Regions from separate parts of the Zea mays genome. Here region 1 is linked to region 2. A link is a contact called in public Hi-C data. All regions are on one chromosome and are shown on one strand. Each heading gives the region's core, a stretch centred on a gene start, on an enhancer-like site or on the middle of the called end of the contact. The rest is flanking DNA. Distances are from core to core; before and after follow the strand shown. Region 1 holds the start of LOC100383729. Region 2 holds the start of LOC100274104 (putative rnase H family protein).

Evidence for each region. Hi-C and Micro-C count contacts between places; a contact is called where the count stands out from the background.
Region 1: a contact with region 2 is called in a Hi-C map of ear, with 2.5 times the contacts expected there. The contact joins the promoter of LOC100383729 here to the promoter of LOC100274104 in region 2. A contact is called at or near these places in 2 of 25 Hi-C or Micro-C datasets (ear and leaf).

The regions. Positions count from the first base shown.
Region 1 is chr4:51,542,214-51,548,873 of Zm-B73-REFERENCE-NAM-5.0, reverse strand. LOC100383729 reads right to left here and starts at 4,258. Exons shown (of 10, transcript NM_001321633.1): 1 at 3,953-4,258. The coding sequence starts at 4,095.
Region 2 is chr4:51,385,353-51,391,971 of Zm-B73-REFERENCE-NAM-5.0, reverse strand. LOC100274104 (putative rnase H family protein) reads left to right here and starts at 3,806. Exons shown (of 9, transcript NM_001360534.1): 1 at 3,806-4,198; 2 at 4,281-4,439; 3 at 4,608-4,655; 4 at 4,750-4,812; 5 at 4,970-5,062; 6 at 5,154-5,297; 7 at 6,397-6,504. The coding sequence starts at 3,893.

The DNA.
Region 1 (6,660 bases), core at 3,009-5,508, 160 kb before region 2:
TCCCGCTACATGTGGGTGATGATCCTTGGCAACAAGGGAGACGTTGTGAACGCCATCAGGCGTGTGTAGGTCACTACGGAGGCAGAGTGCGGCCGCAAGCTACGCGTGCTGCACACCGACAACGGCGACGAATTCGCGACGACTGAGTTCATGTCGTACTACGCGGATGAGGGCATTTAGCTCCACTACTCTGCGTCACACAGCCTGCAGCAGAACGGCATCGTCGAGCAACGTAACCAAATGGTTGTGAAGATGGCTCGAACTCTCCTCAAACAGAGGGGAATGTTGGTTGTTATCTGGGGAGAGACGGTGGTGATAGCGGTCTACATCCTCAACCGCTCACCCACCAAGGCACTCAACGGGATGACATCGTACGAGGCTTGGCATGCGCGCAAGTCGGCGGTCTCTCACCTACGGGTCTTCGGCTGCGTCGCGTTCACCAAGGAGCTTCACCACGTCGGCAAGTTCGACGACAGGAGCACCCTGGGGTGTTCATTGGCTACGCGGAGGGCTCGAAGGCCTACCGCACATATGACCCAGGAACACAGCGTGTGCAAACGGCGCGCAATGTAGTGTTCAACGAAGGGCGACGATGGGCATGGGACAAGGCGGTGGACGACGGCACGACTCCAACGTACGACGACTTCACCATCGAGTACGTCCACTTCGAGGGAGCTAGGGGAGTAGGCAACTCTTCACCGAGCAGGTCTACCCCAGTCCCCAAGTCTCCACCGACTGCAGCGCCACACTCTCCAGCCACAACTCCGGCTACATCAAGCTCTTCGCCACCAATGCTCTCTAGCCACAACTCCGGATCCAACGAGCTCTTTGCCACCACACACTCCAACACCGACGGTAACCCCTCCGGGCCCGTCCCCTCCGACGCCAGCTCGTGTCGAGCACGACACGGTGGAACTCGTTACTCCGCTCTCTCACGACGAGGAACGCATCGACGCGTGCCACGACGATGAGCCGTTGCGGTATCGTACAGTGGAGGACCTTCTCATCGACCCGTCGGTGCCGGGCTTGGCGTCTCGCAATCTAACGATGGAGTTGCATCTTGCGTGCGACAACGGCGAGCCTCGACCTTTCGCGGAGGTCGAGACACACGACATGGCGTGTCGCGATGAAGTCGGAGATGGATGCGGTTGAGAGGAACCGCACATGGGAGCTCGCTGACCTCCCTCGTCGTCACCGCGCGATCACCCTTAAGTGGGTGTTCAAACTAAAGAGGGACAAAGCCAGCGCCACCGTTAAGTACAAGGCTTGCTTGATGGCACGTGGTTTCTCGCAACAGGAGGGAATCAACTTCGACGATGCCTTCACCCCCATGGCACGGATGGAATCTGTGCGACTCCTTGCACTGGCAGCCCAGGAGGGCTGGCGTGTTCATCACATGAACGTCAAGCCGATGTTTCTTAACAGGGACTTAAAGGACGAGGTCTACGTACACCAGCCGCCAGGTTTTGCAGTCTCTGGCAAGGAGGGCAATGTGTTGCGTCTGCGCAAGACCCTCTATGGCTTGCGACAGACAGCGAGAACGTGGAATACCAAGTCGGATTCCACGCTCAAGAGGATGGGCTTCAGGCGAAGCCCGCAAGAGGCGGACATCTACCGGCGGGGCAACGGAGGAAATGCCTTGCTGGTGGATGCCTACGTCGACGACTTGATGATCACTAGCATCAAGAATGCATGGGTGGCAGCATTCAAGGAAAAGATGAAGGTCACCTTCCAGATGAGTGACTTGTGGCATTGAGGTGCACCAAGGCGACTCTGAGATCACACTTCGCCAGATCGTCTACGCCAAGCACATTGTTGAGTTGTTTGGGCTCACCGACTACAACCCAGCTCTAACTCCGATGGAGGAGAGGCTGAAGTTGAGTCGCGACAGCACGACGGAGGAGGTAACGCTACGCAATACCGACGTCTTGCGTGTTTCTTCGCTACCTCGTCCACACACGGACGGACTTGGCATACTCCGTCGACTACGTCAGTCGGTTTCTGCGGCGAACGACGACGGAGCACGAGCAGGCTATGAAGAGGATCATCCGCTATGTTGCGGGCACTGGTCCAAGGCCTAGGCGTCTAGGCAGCGATCCAACACCTTTTCTCGCCATACCGCTTTAAAAACCATGGTTGCGCGGACTCTCGACTACGGTCTCTACTACCCGAGGTGCCCTGTGGAGGCACACCTTGTCGGGTACGGTGACCACGCCGGCGACATCGACACTAGCAAGAGCACGAGTGGGATCCTCTTCTACCTCGACAAGTGCCCCATTAGCTGGCAGTCAATCAAGCAGCAGGTGGTGGCCATGACCAGCTACGAGGCTGAGTACATAACGGCCTCCGCCGCTTCAACTCAGTCGCTCTGGCTTGCTCGACTGCTCGGTGATCTTCTCGAGAGAGATACTAGAGCGGTGGAACTCAAGGTGGATAGCCAGTCCGCTCTGGCCTTGGCCAAAAATCTCGTGTTCCGTGAACGGAGCAACCACATCCGAGTGAGGTATCACTTCATCCGAGACTGCTTGGCAGAGGGGAGCATTAAGACGCGCTAGATCAGCACCAAGGATCAGCTTGCGGACCTGCTCACCAAACCCCTGGGGAGGATCAAGTTCCTTGAGCTTTGCTCTAGGTCCGAGATGACCCAACTTTCTCACAAGACGACGCACAAGACTTATGAGGAGAATGATGGAACAAATCATGTGGTCTCTTGTGAAGGACTGCAGTTCTTGCTGCAGTTTTTTTACTAGAGGACAGCAGCATATTTGTTAAGTGTGTAGTGCAATTTGTAGGACAACATATTCGCATCTCTAGAAAGCATATGCTCGGCATCCCCTTGGGTTATAAATATGTATCACCAACCTTTAGATAGGTATGGCATTGTGGAGTGTGTGAAAAATAAACAAAGAAAACTCCACCAACTCGTAGTGTCATCCTCTCTATGAGAGTAAGAGTCTCGTTGCTTAGAAAATAGACACTTTCGATTCGCAGACATATACATGACTTAATTAATTGGCGGAGAAAGACTGGGATCATACAGCATAACCAATGCTAAAAGCTCTCACACAAGATGAGGGTCTAGGAAGGGGATTTTTACATACTTTTATCCTTTATTATTTTGCAAGGAGGATAGCAAATTGGAGACAGCCAGCTGTCTACCGCTACGTCATGGCTGCCCTTCACTACGGGTAAGGAAGGGTTGGAAAAAAACAATCATGTCATGAGTTGTCACATGCTACACCCATACCTTAAAACAAACCCAAATGCACATAGAAGTCACCCCTCGTGGCTGAGAATTTTTTAACTCAGGTGCACATTGAAGTCATGCTTCATGGGCAATGGCTGAGAAAAAAGTTAGTAGTAAAATGTGCATTGCAAGAGTTGTGAATCCTCCAGATGTGATGATTTCACACCATATGCAGCATGTGTATGTTTCTATGCAGCTTGTGTATGTTTCCATGTGTGTTTATGGTGCAGAGATGGCTTTATAAATATTTTTAAAATATTATAGCAAGCAAAAAATAGTCAAGTAGAAACAAACAAGTAGTCATGTAGTTTCTACTAATAATTTCGATGATTAAATTTTTTAAATAGAGATATATAATTTTAGAAAGTATGATGTATTGGATTGGATGCATCGATGCGACTGTAATAGGGACATATGTCACGAACAAACGAGTCGGGGTCCGTGAGTAAACAAATGAGAGAAAGGTAAACGAATTGTTAGGTCGAAGTGCAAGGATGGATCAGCAGACCCTACCCAGCAAGCATCATACTGTTTGTTTCTATCTAAATAAGGTAAAGAGATAAGTAAAGAGGGAAGCAGGTGTACACGAATCGAATCGATCGAGTCGTAAAAGAAGCGACATGGATCCGCCATGGCGAAACGAAAGAATTGGAATCGCTTGACAGTTCCCATCAGAAGGAGGGAAGGAAGATGGAGAGGACGTACATCTTATTCACGATCCTGTGGCGCGCCTCTGGCTGAAGCTGGGTGCGCCAGTCGCTTCCGGCGGGGGCAGCCGCGTTTGGATCGACGCCGCCGGCGGCAGGGTCGGTGCCCTGCGTTGACCGCCAGTTGGCGGCGCTGTCCATAGCTTTCCGGCCTAGGGACTCGGGCGCTTCTCTTGCTCTTTCTGATTTGATTGCTAGCTTCGATCGATTCGCCGGGCGACGACGGACGGATGGAGGCGGAGGGAGCACTTTCCCCAGCTCCTCTCTGATAAGGAGGAGACTCAGGAGAGAAACAATGATACGGAATTACGGATACGGAGCTCACATTTTTCTCGGCCGGCTTTATCGCAGTCTAATTTATAATTGACATTTTTATTCCAAGTATAACCGATTTCTCTTGTTCAAAAAAAATCAAAATTATTGTTAATATTTACTGTGATATTAAGTATAGTTTTGATTTTTTTTATTTAAAAAATGAATAAATCGATCCAATCAAATTTGACACAAAAATCAAACTAAAAGGAAGTATATAATTACCATAACCATAAAAACAGTACATGATTTATAAATTTATTAAATTTTCAGTGATGTGTCAATGCTAAATCAGCGCGTCATCTTGTATGCTAACTTGTTCTTAGCCGAGAGAGACATAAAAAGTCAGTTTTACTTTTACCCTCGTTCTTATGTCATTTAAATAAACTATTGCAACGAAGGTTGTACAAGCGGTCCTTAGATGTAAGCGTGCAAGCGAGTGTTCTAGTATGTTAGATAATGATAAATCATAGATACAATCATTGTTTGTTAGAGTTTTATAAAACTACACAAGCTGGTGACCTGGTGGCGAGAGCGTTTATGTGTTAAATATTAGATAAGATTCCTGATCTAACGGATCAAGAGACTCGCTTGCACACTTGCACGTAAGAAATGTTTGCACAATCGCCGTCACCTTTAGACTGACTACAGTGAGCTCCTTGAATTGCTCTGGATCTGTTTATTGCATGTCTAAACAACATTGTTCGCTTATGTAATAGACTTCGTATCTAGGCATGCAAAATGCAAGCATATTCAAACGCTCTGTATGTTGGCAGTCTCTCTCCTCCCCACAATTCAATTGTCGTCCTCATCCATTCCTCCTCCACTGTAGCGAAGCGAGTCTCTGGGTGAAGTGAATTGGACCTAGGATTTGATTATGCAACACATCAAGAGAAGACACTTAAAGACTCGATGAAGACCTACAAGTATTAAGCAAAATCCAAGACACAAGTGGAGCAACAAGCCCAAGTGAAGACAACTGAAGAAAACAGATTAGGATGCTGACTAGTGCACCAGACCGATCCGGTGGCACACCAGACCGAAATTCCAGAGAGCCTGTTTTTCGGGCACCTGGTGAGCTAGCACACCGGACCAAGCGGGTGGCGCACCGGATCAATTCCAACGGTCAGCAACGGGTTGTCGGGTGACGTGGCTGGCACCGAACCGTGTGGTGGCACACCAGACCGGCTACAGTGCCGACAGAGGCAACGACTAGCTGACATGGAGGTTCCGAACAAGAATCCAGTGGCGTACCGGACCGATCCGGTGCGCACGTAGACAGAATTCTGCAGCTTTCCGCCAACGGCTAGAATTGAATGGGGGCTCTATATAAACCCCCTAGTCGGCCATTTGGAGAAGTTGGAGCACAAGAAACATATCCAAAGCATAGAGGCACATTTCCAAGAGCTCTATCACACAAGTGCTTAATAGAATCACTCGGTGATTATCGTATGTGCTTATGTTAGTTAGAACGTATTAGCGCTTGCTCTAGGTTTGTTCCTAGCTGTGTGAGTGAGGTTAGCAAACCCACAAACCCCTCGGCTCTTGTGCGAGCAGTTGTAATTGTACCGTGTAGTGCGAGAGTCCTGCAAGACCGTATCAACTGCGTTTGTGATACGGCCACCACCGTGTACCAGAGGGAATGAGGCACACGATGATTTGACCGGAAGCTCGATAGTGGAGACGGCGAGGACCATCTGAGAGGCTCCGTTAGTGGAGCACAACTTGCGCGTGGAGAAGGTCCGCGACTCTCTACGGAGTCACTCGCTGTAACACCCAAAATCCTAATCTTAAGTTTAAGGAAACTCTTTGGAGATTTAAGAATTTAAAGTAATTATGAAACTGGAGCTAGTTTCCTAAAGCTAAATAAAAGATAAATACTAAATTTTGTCTAGGTATCTAAACCATTTTTCTTAATGAAGTAGGTGAATATATATATACCTATGCATCATGCTAGAGTTTATTTGGTTGTGCACTCATTTCCAATAATTAATTTTGAAATCTGAACTTATTGGGATTTGAATGGGGAACTCAAAATTCAGAAAGAAAGTTTTAATTAAGTAAATGATCCTTTTCATAAGCAAACAATAGGAAATAAAATAAATAAAATCAAGGCAAACAGAGAGAGAGTTATACTCATCTTGGGACTTAATTAGGTATTTTAAGACTAAAGCTCAAAAACAAGAATTTAAATTTGGTTTGAACCTTTGAAATTGGAATCCGAAAAGAAATACAAAACAAAAAAAGGAAAATAAAATAAAACCTGTCTGGGTTGGTGATCGCGTATTTCGGCCGATCCACATTTCCTTGCGCCGGCCGAGCCAAAACTTGCGCCTCGGTGCTGACACCTGGGGGCCACTGCGCAGCCTTCTGTTTCCCTGTGCTTCGCCCTTG
Region 2 (6,619 bases), core at 2,557-5,056:
ATTTTTTTACCACTGCTGATTTGTCTAATGCCTAGGATGCTATTGTGGCAGGTCCTAAAATAACACGAACTAAATCCTGGTGTCGTTGACTGACTGCAGGCGGTGCTTGCAAGCGCGTTCGCCAAGAACGATAGCAAGAAGGTCGTTGCCGCGACATCTTGTGTGTTGCAGCTAAACTTACAATATAGGACAACAGTGTGTATCAGATCCTTATCAACCCTTTTCCTCCAACAGCAACCAGGTGCCATGCCATGCTAATGGTCATGTTCGCCTTGCAGCTGAGCATTGTCTTGGGCATGGGTCTCACTGTCGTGCTAGGACTTGCTATGAGGTTTGGGGCTGGCATTTTCACAAGCGACGTGCCCATGATCCAAGTCATTCACAGAGGCATCCCAGTAAGGACGTGGCCTGGCCTGGCCATCGAAACAACGCCGCTCCATATGCAAGCATTTTGCAAGATTCAGACACTGAATTAGACAACTTTTATCTTGGTTCAGTTTGTCGCCGGCACGCAGACCATTAATTCCCTGGCCTTCGTGTTTGATGGCATCAACTTTGGAGCGTCAGACTACATATACTCTGCTTACTCCATGGTAAACTATTTTCACATCTCCCATTCTGATAAAAAAAAGAACTGCAAACTTGCTCAAATTCTCAACGAAAATCTCAACATCAACTTTCTTTTGTTTATTCAAAAGGATTTATATTTATGTTCGCCAGTTTAGCCATAGGTTCCAAACACTTGCTCAGATAAGACTACAGAAACAATCGAAGCAGTTAGCAGAGTGGAACACTGCTGGCTTCTCATCTGAACTTACAGCTACTAAACACAAAGAGGTACGTCATCTTTTCTATATTAAACCTCCTTGGTCTGAGTTCTATACAATATATTATTACTGCTACCTTCTCTACAGCTGTAGATGACCCCTAAGGATTCTAAACTGGTGATGCTAAAAAACTGGTGATACACTACAACCAACAAGGTATGTATGCATTATGTATTTTAAAAAATCAATTACACTTCTCTTCCAGCATGAACTTACTGCTATTTCCTTTCTTCTACACCTTGGTGTGTGTTTTTATGCAGTTATTTAATAACACTATTACACTACTTTCCTTTTCAACAGATTGATTCGCAACAAGTGTTTGGCTGCATATAAGAAGCTTTCATCTAATGAGGTCTCCCGGTGGGTTGTTGAAAGGATGGTCAGTCTTCATGACCAATATGAAGAAGACTGGATCATCAGATGTTTTTTGATCTTGGCTTGTAATTCTTTGTTGTTCCCAACAACCAGTTTGTTCATTTCTAGCAAGGACTATATTGTAACTGAAAGTTTAGAGGAAGTAAAGAATTATGACTGGTGTCAGAGACTCTGTGATGATATTGTTGCAAAGTCTGAGAAGTTCATGTTGGAGAGAGCAAGGCATGTTGCAACACCCCACATCCAAGGATGTATTCTTTTTTATGGTAATAACCCTTCAATTATTTTTTCACAGAGGTTTAGTAATTCAGCTTTTATGTTTTAGTTTTTTAGATGCACATGATTCAGTAATTACATTGTGTGTAGATGTATATCACTATAAATATCCAGTAATAACAACCAGTTACAAACTTTTAAGATTCAATAATTTCTTATTTGTTTTAGATTTATTATTAGGACAATGTTGAATGCCCAGTCACTCGACTGGTTGGCACACCCCGCTGGAAGTTTTTTACTTCCAAAATCATGAAGAGTATATGTGATCTTGACAAGACCCCTGGACCTGGTCGTCAGGTGAAGTACGACAATTTGGAGGTACATTTTTAGTAACATTTTTGTAAAATGCAATAATACTTGAGTAATATCAGCATTCACTCTTGGCAAACACAATCTTAGTAACAATTTTGCTGCGGAGGAAGTTGGCAACGCGGCTATGGTCGCTGAGAAGAAGGTCGTCGTGGCTGTGTAGCTTGTCGTCGTTGCTGCGCACAAGGCAGGCTGCGTCGTGGATGCTGTCTGTTTGTATTACTTTTGGTTGGTTGTATTAAGTGTTGTACTGTGTGTTTGGTAATGCAGTTACTTTTGTATTCAGTGAACTGTTTGGTAATGCAGTTCCTTTTGTATTTATTGAACTGTGTGGTACTGCGTACACACTGTAGTTCCTTTGTATTAAGTGTAGTAGTGATGAGGTAATGCATTGCACTTGTACTACCGAGCTAAATCTATGTACTTGTGCCTGTTGTGGCTAAAATGCATATGTTTAAGAAAAAACTGTTTTTTGTGAATGAGGTACTAGCAATCTGTGTACATTGTGGCTCTAAATGGCTAAGTCCGTGTACTTGTGTTTATATGAAATCTGAAATAACTGTTGAGGCTATTTTCTCAGTACTACTGAGGCTATTTATAGTTTCTCGGAAACTATTCTTCAGTATCTCGGGAACTTTTGTTCAGTTTCAACTGAACTATTTTTAAGTTTCTTAGGAACTAGAGACTATTTTCTCGTGAACTATTGTATAGTTTCTCACGACCTATTCTTCAGTTTCTTAGGAACTATTGTTCAATCTCTCATGAACTATTTTTCTGTTTCTCAGGAAATATTGTTGAGTTTGTCTTGAACTATTGTATAGTTTCTTAGAAATAAATATTGTTCAGTTTCATAGAAATCTGAAATAACTGCAGATTCAAGTGACTATTTTCATAGAAATACGAAATAACTGCAGATTTAAGTGACTATTTTACCGAAATCTGAAATAACTGCAGTTCATAGATTACAAGGGAAATAGAGGAGTATTTTCACTAGAAAGCAGTGCTTGAGATCACTGAATGAATTCTAGACTATTTTCACTAGAGAACAGTAGTTCATTTCACAAATTATAGTTTCAAACAAGTTCACATACCGGTACACACTGCACTTCACATATTACAATTTAAGTGGCCAGATTACACTTTCTTCTTCGGGGTGATTTTTAACTAAACATCTAACAATGCATGGAGACGATGTTGCTCCTGCTGAAATAGTACTACCAGCTTCTGTCGTAGCAATCTGTGATGAGACACCCACAGCCCTCCATTCACCACTTCTTCAGTCCTTGTATTAGGAACCACTTCATCAGTATGCTCTTGTATTAGAAACCACTTCATCAGTATGTTACTGTCATATAGCTCGAAGCTCTTTAGGAACCACTTTATCAGTAGTTGCCCGTGAACTATCTCGTGTACATGCAACCTATAGAGCATAATGGAATTAAATAGTTGTGACCTCACCACATAAGAATCTAACTAGGTATATGCTCGTGTGTTGTTATGATAAAATACATTAATATACAAAAAATTTTTGTTTTATAATATTAACTCCGTAGCAACGGACGAGCATATACATATAACACACATGTACATAAGTTATCGTGTTATTATACGATTTGGTTGTAACGCACGAGAACTTACCTAGCCTGATAAGAAGAGAGAGGAGCAACCAAGCTAGGCAGGTAGCCATAAAGCGACGACCACGACGAAATCAATCGTCGCGAGAAGTACCGTGCAGTCCAGAAGACTGAGGAGCGACCAAGAAAGGCAAGAAGGAAATGAACAGGAAAGCTCCAAGTCAAAGCTTTCATGGGCTTTGGTAAGCTCCAGACGCCACGACATCAGCATTGACCCAATATTGTCTCATTTTATGGGCTTTGCTTTAGATATTCATTCTCTTACAGAAAAGGCCCATCACTTAGTGGGCTTCGAAGAGAATCCATCCCAATAGTCTGCCCGGTCCATTCTATCTTCGTCGATATCGCCGTCTGCCCGTCTCTACTGGGAAGGGAAGGGAGCACCTGCCTGCTCCTGCGCGGCGGCGGTTGGTAAGCCCCACCTCCGGTCCCAGCCTGGCCAGACTTCTGCCCTTCTCCTCCGCCTCTCTAATGGTGATTCGCAGTTACTCTTCTTTCCACTGTGGGTTGCTGATTTCCAGAGCGGCGTGGAGGAGGCACTACCCGTTCTTCTGGGCTGTCAGGCCTTCCGTACCGCCGCCGCCGTCGCCACTCCCACTCCCACAGCCGCGCACGCGCTTCTCCTCCTCCTCCTCACTGCGCTCCACCAAGAGATCCGCCGCAAAGACGTCAATGGACTCGTCTTCAGTCGGTGAACCCTTCTACGTCGTCCGCAAGGGGGACGTCATCGGCATCTACAAAACCCTCAGCGAATGCCAAGCTCAAGTCAGCAATTCGGTATGTGCCTTCGAGTTCCGTGACTTTCCTTCCTTTGCTTTCTTGCTGTGGCTGACCATGCCCCTACTGCTACTGCTGCTAGGTTCGCGACCCTTCTGTCACCGTCTTCAAAGGCTACTCGCTGCGTAAAGACACCGAGGAATACCTCGCCGCGCGCGGGTTAAGGAACGCTCTCTACGCCATTGATGCAACAGATGCACGAGATGAATTGTTCGACGATCTAGTTCCCTGCCCTTTCCAGGTAACACGAACAATGCTCTCTGCTCGTAAGTTCCAGCTGCTTCAGGTAATTTAGAGTTCGATAAGGTTGCTGGTGATTTCTGGACATGAAATTCAGTTTTATACTACCTGACTTTTGCCGTAACATTAACATCTCATGGTGTGCTCATTGTGCAACTTATGGTTTCAGCAACCTGATGGAGCTGCATCGTCTACTCTGAAAAGATCACAGGAGATTGTGAGTAGCGTTTTCTTTGTCACTGTGGTTCATTTCCATTCAAAAGTGACCTTTATATATCTCATTAACTCGCACTAAAAATCATTTTCTCAAGGAAATCGGACCATCAAAGAAGCATCCCAAAGTTGATGAGCAGGTACCATTACCTGATAGTCATGTGAGTATAAATAATGCAATGCCCACTCTCTGTATTGTTATTTGGCTTGTTCCTGTAGTTATGGTTTGGTTTGTTACTAGCATGTATATTTTTAATTTATCTGTGCTGTGATGATACATGAAGCTGCGCTCATCAGCAGTTTTGACCTTTTTTGCAGCTCTCTTGTATTCTTGAATTTGATGGTGCCTCTAAAGGAAATCCAGGGAAAGCCGGTGCTGGAGCAATAATAAGGCAGGTAGATGGTTCCGTGGTATGTAGCCAACTGGTAACTAAACTGATGTGTTCTATTTATACCGAGTTATCATACCTAGCTGGTTACCGTGTTATGATCTTTACTGAAGATTGCTCAACTACGTGAGGGTCTGGGCATTGCAACCAACAATGCTGCTGAATATCGTGCATTGATCCTAGGGCTAACATATGCAGCCAAGAAAGGGTTCAAGTATATTCGTGCTCAAGGCGACTCTAAGCTTGTTTGTAACCAGGTCAGTTGTGATAGCTTTGTTATTTTGTAGCTTATATGTTCTTTGTTGCACTGTGAAATATAAATAGAGATTTAGCACTGTGCAATTCAATCTGACTCTTTAAATTCCACTAAGGTATAATACCTCGAATGTGATTTGGCCATACAATTTTCTTCATTCTTGTATCACGGAAGGTTGTTGCTTCATTCAACATGCCAAAGTATGTTCTTTCGTTCAAAGAGCCCTTGTCCAAATCAGTTCACATTGAAATAAAGACTTTATCTCAATCTCTGCAATCTGCATACAAAATCTGATAAAATGTGCTTTTTTCATAAAAATGTTGTGAAACCTAGTTTGTAGAGCTAGTGATTGCAAGTCATCCGATCGCGATTAGTCGGGCTGGTTGCCTGTTTATACTCGGCGGACGACTCATTAGCTTGTCTAGTCGTCCTGATCGTCTGACTATTTGCCGATTAGGGTGATTAGTCATCCGACTTGTAATTCCTGGTTGCCAACATCTAGTGTTTTTGCTGATATTACTTGGGCCAATGTGGATGAAGTTGTTGGTGCAGCAGAGGGTCTAAGGGGCCGTAACTTGCCTCGTGCTGCTTCTACACGTGTTGCTGCAGTTTCTAGCCATATTATTTCTTATTCTCGGTCTAGAAAGCGTCAAAGGGACACAACCCAACAGTGTGAAGGTTATGCAATGATGAAATGGATGAGGACAATGATCATGAATCTGGATCTGCTGAAGTTGCTGATGCAGGCTTCCATTTGGATGATGATTTGGTTTAGATTATTGTAGGATTCAAGCAGGCTGTTTGCTGCATTTTTGTTCCTGCTAAGTGCTCATATCTTTTGTGCTATTTATATATATACCTATATAAGTATAACCACTAGTCTAAAAGGTCTAGGACGACCAGGGACCGACTAGGGGTCGACTAGTTGCCCTGGTCGTTGCCTAATCGCGATTAGTCGCCTGGTCAGTCCTAGGGATCGACCAGGTGACCAGGCGACTTGCAATCATTGTGTAGAGCTCTCGGTTGAGATTCTCGACCAGCAGGAAATTGTAGTAATTTTTTTTCTTGTCAGAAGTAACAGATTGTGCTTTCTGGAGCAGGTCCAAGATATCTGGCGTGTTAAGAATGATAATATGGCTAGCTTCTGCAAGAAAGTGAAGGAGCTAAAGGGAACATTTCATTTATTTCAAATCAGACATGTTTTGAGGGTAGGTCACACTTCTTTCCTCTGTCTTCTTACCTTGTTCTGTTTTCTCTTAGACCGGCCAGCTTTGCAATTTGCTATGTTCATGTGCTGTGTCATGTTATATTCTTCAGTTATTC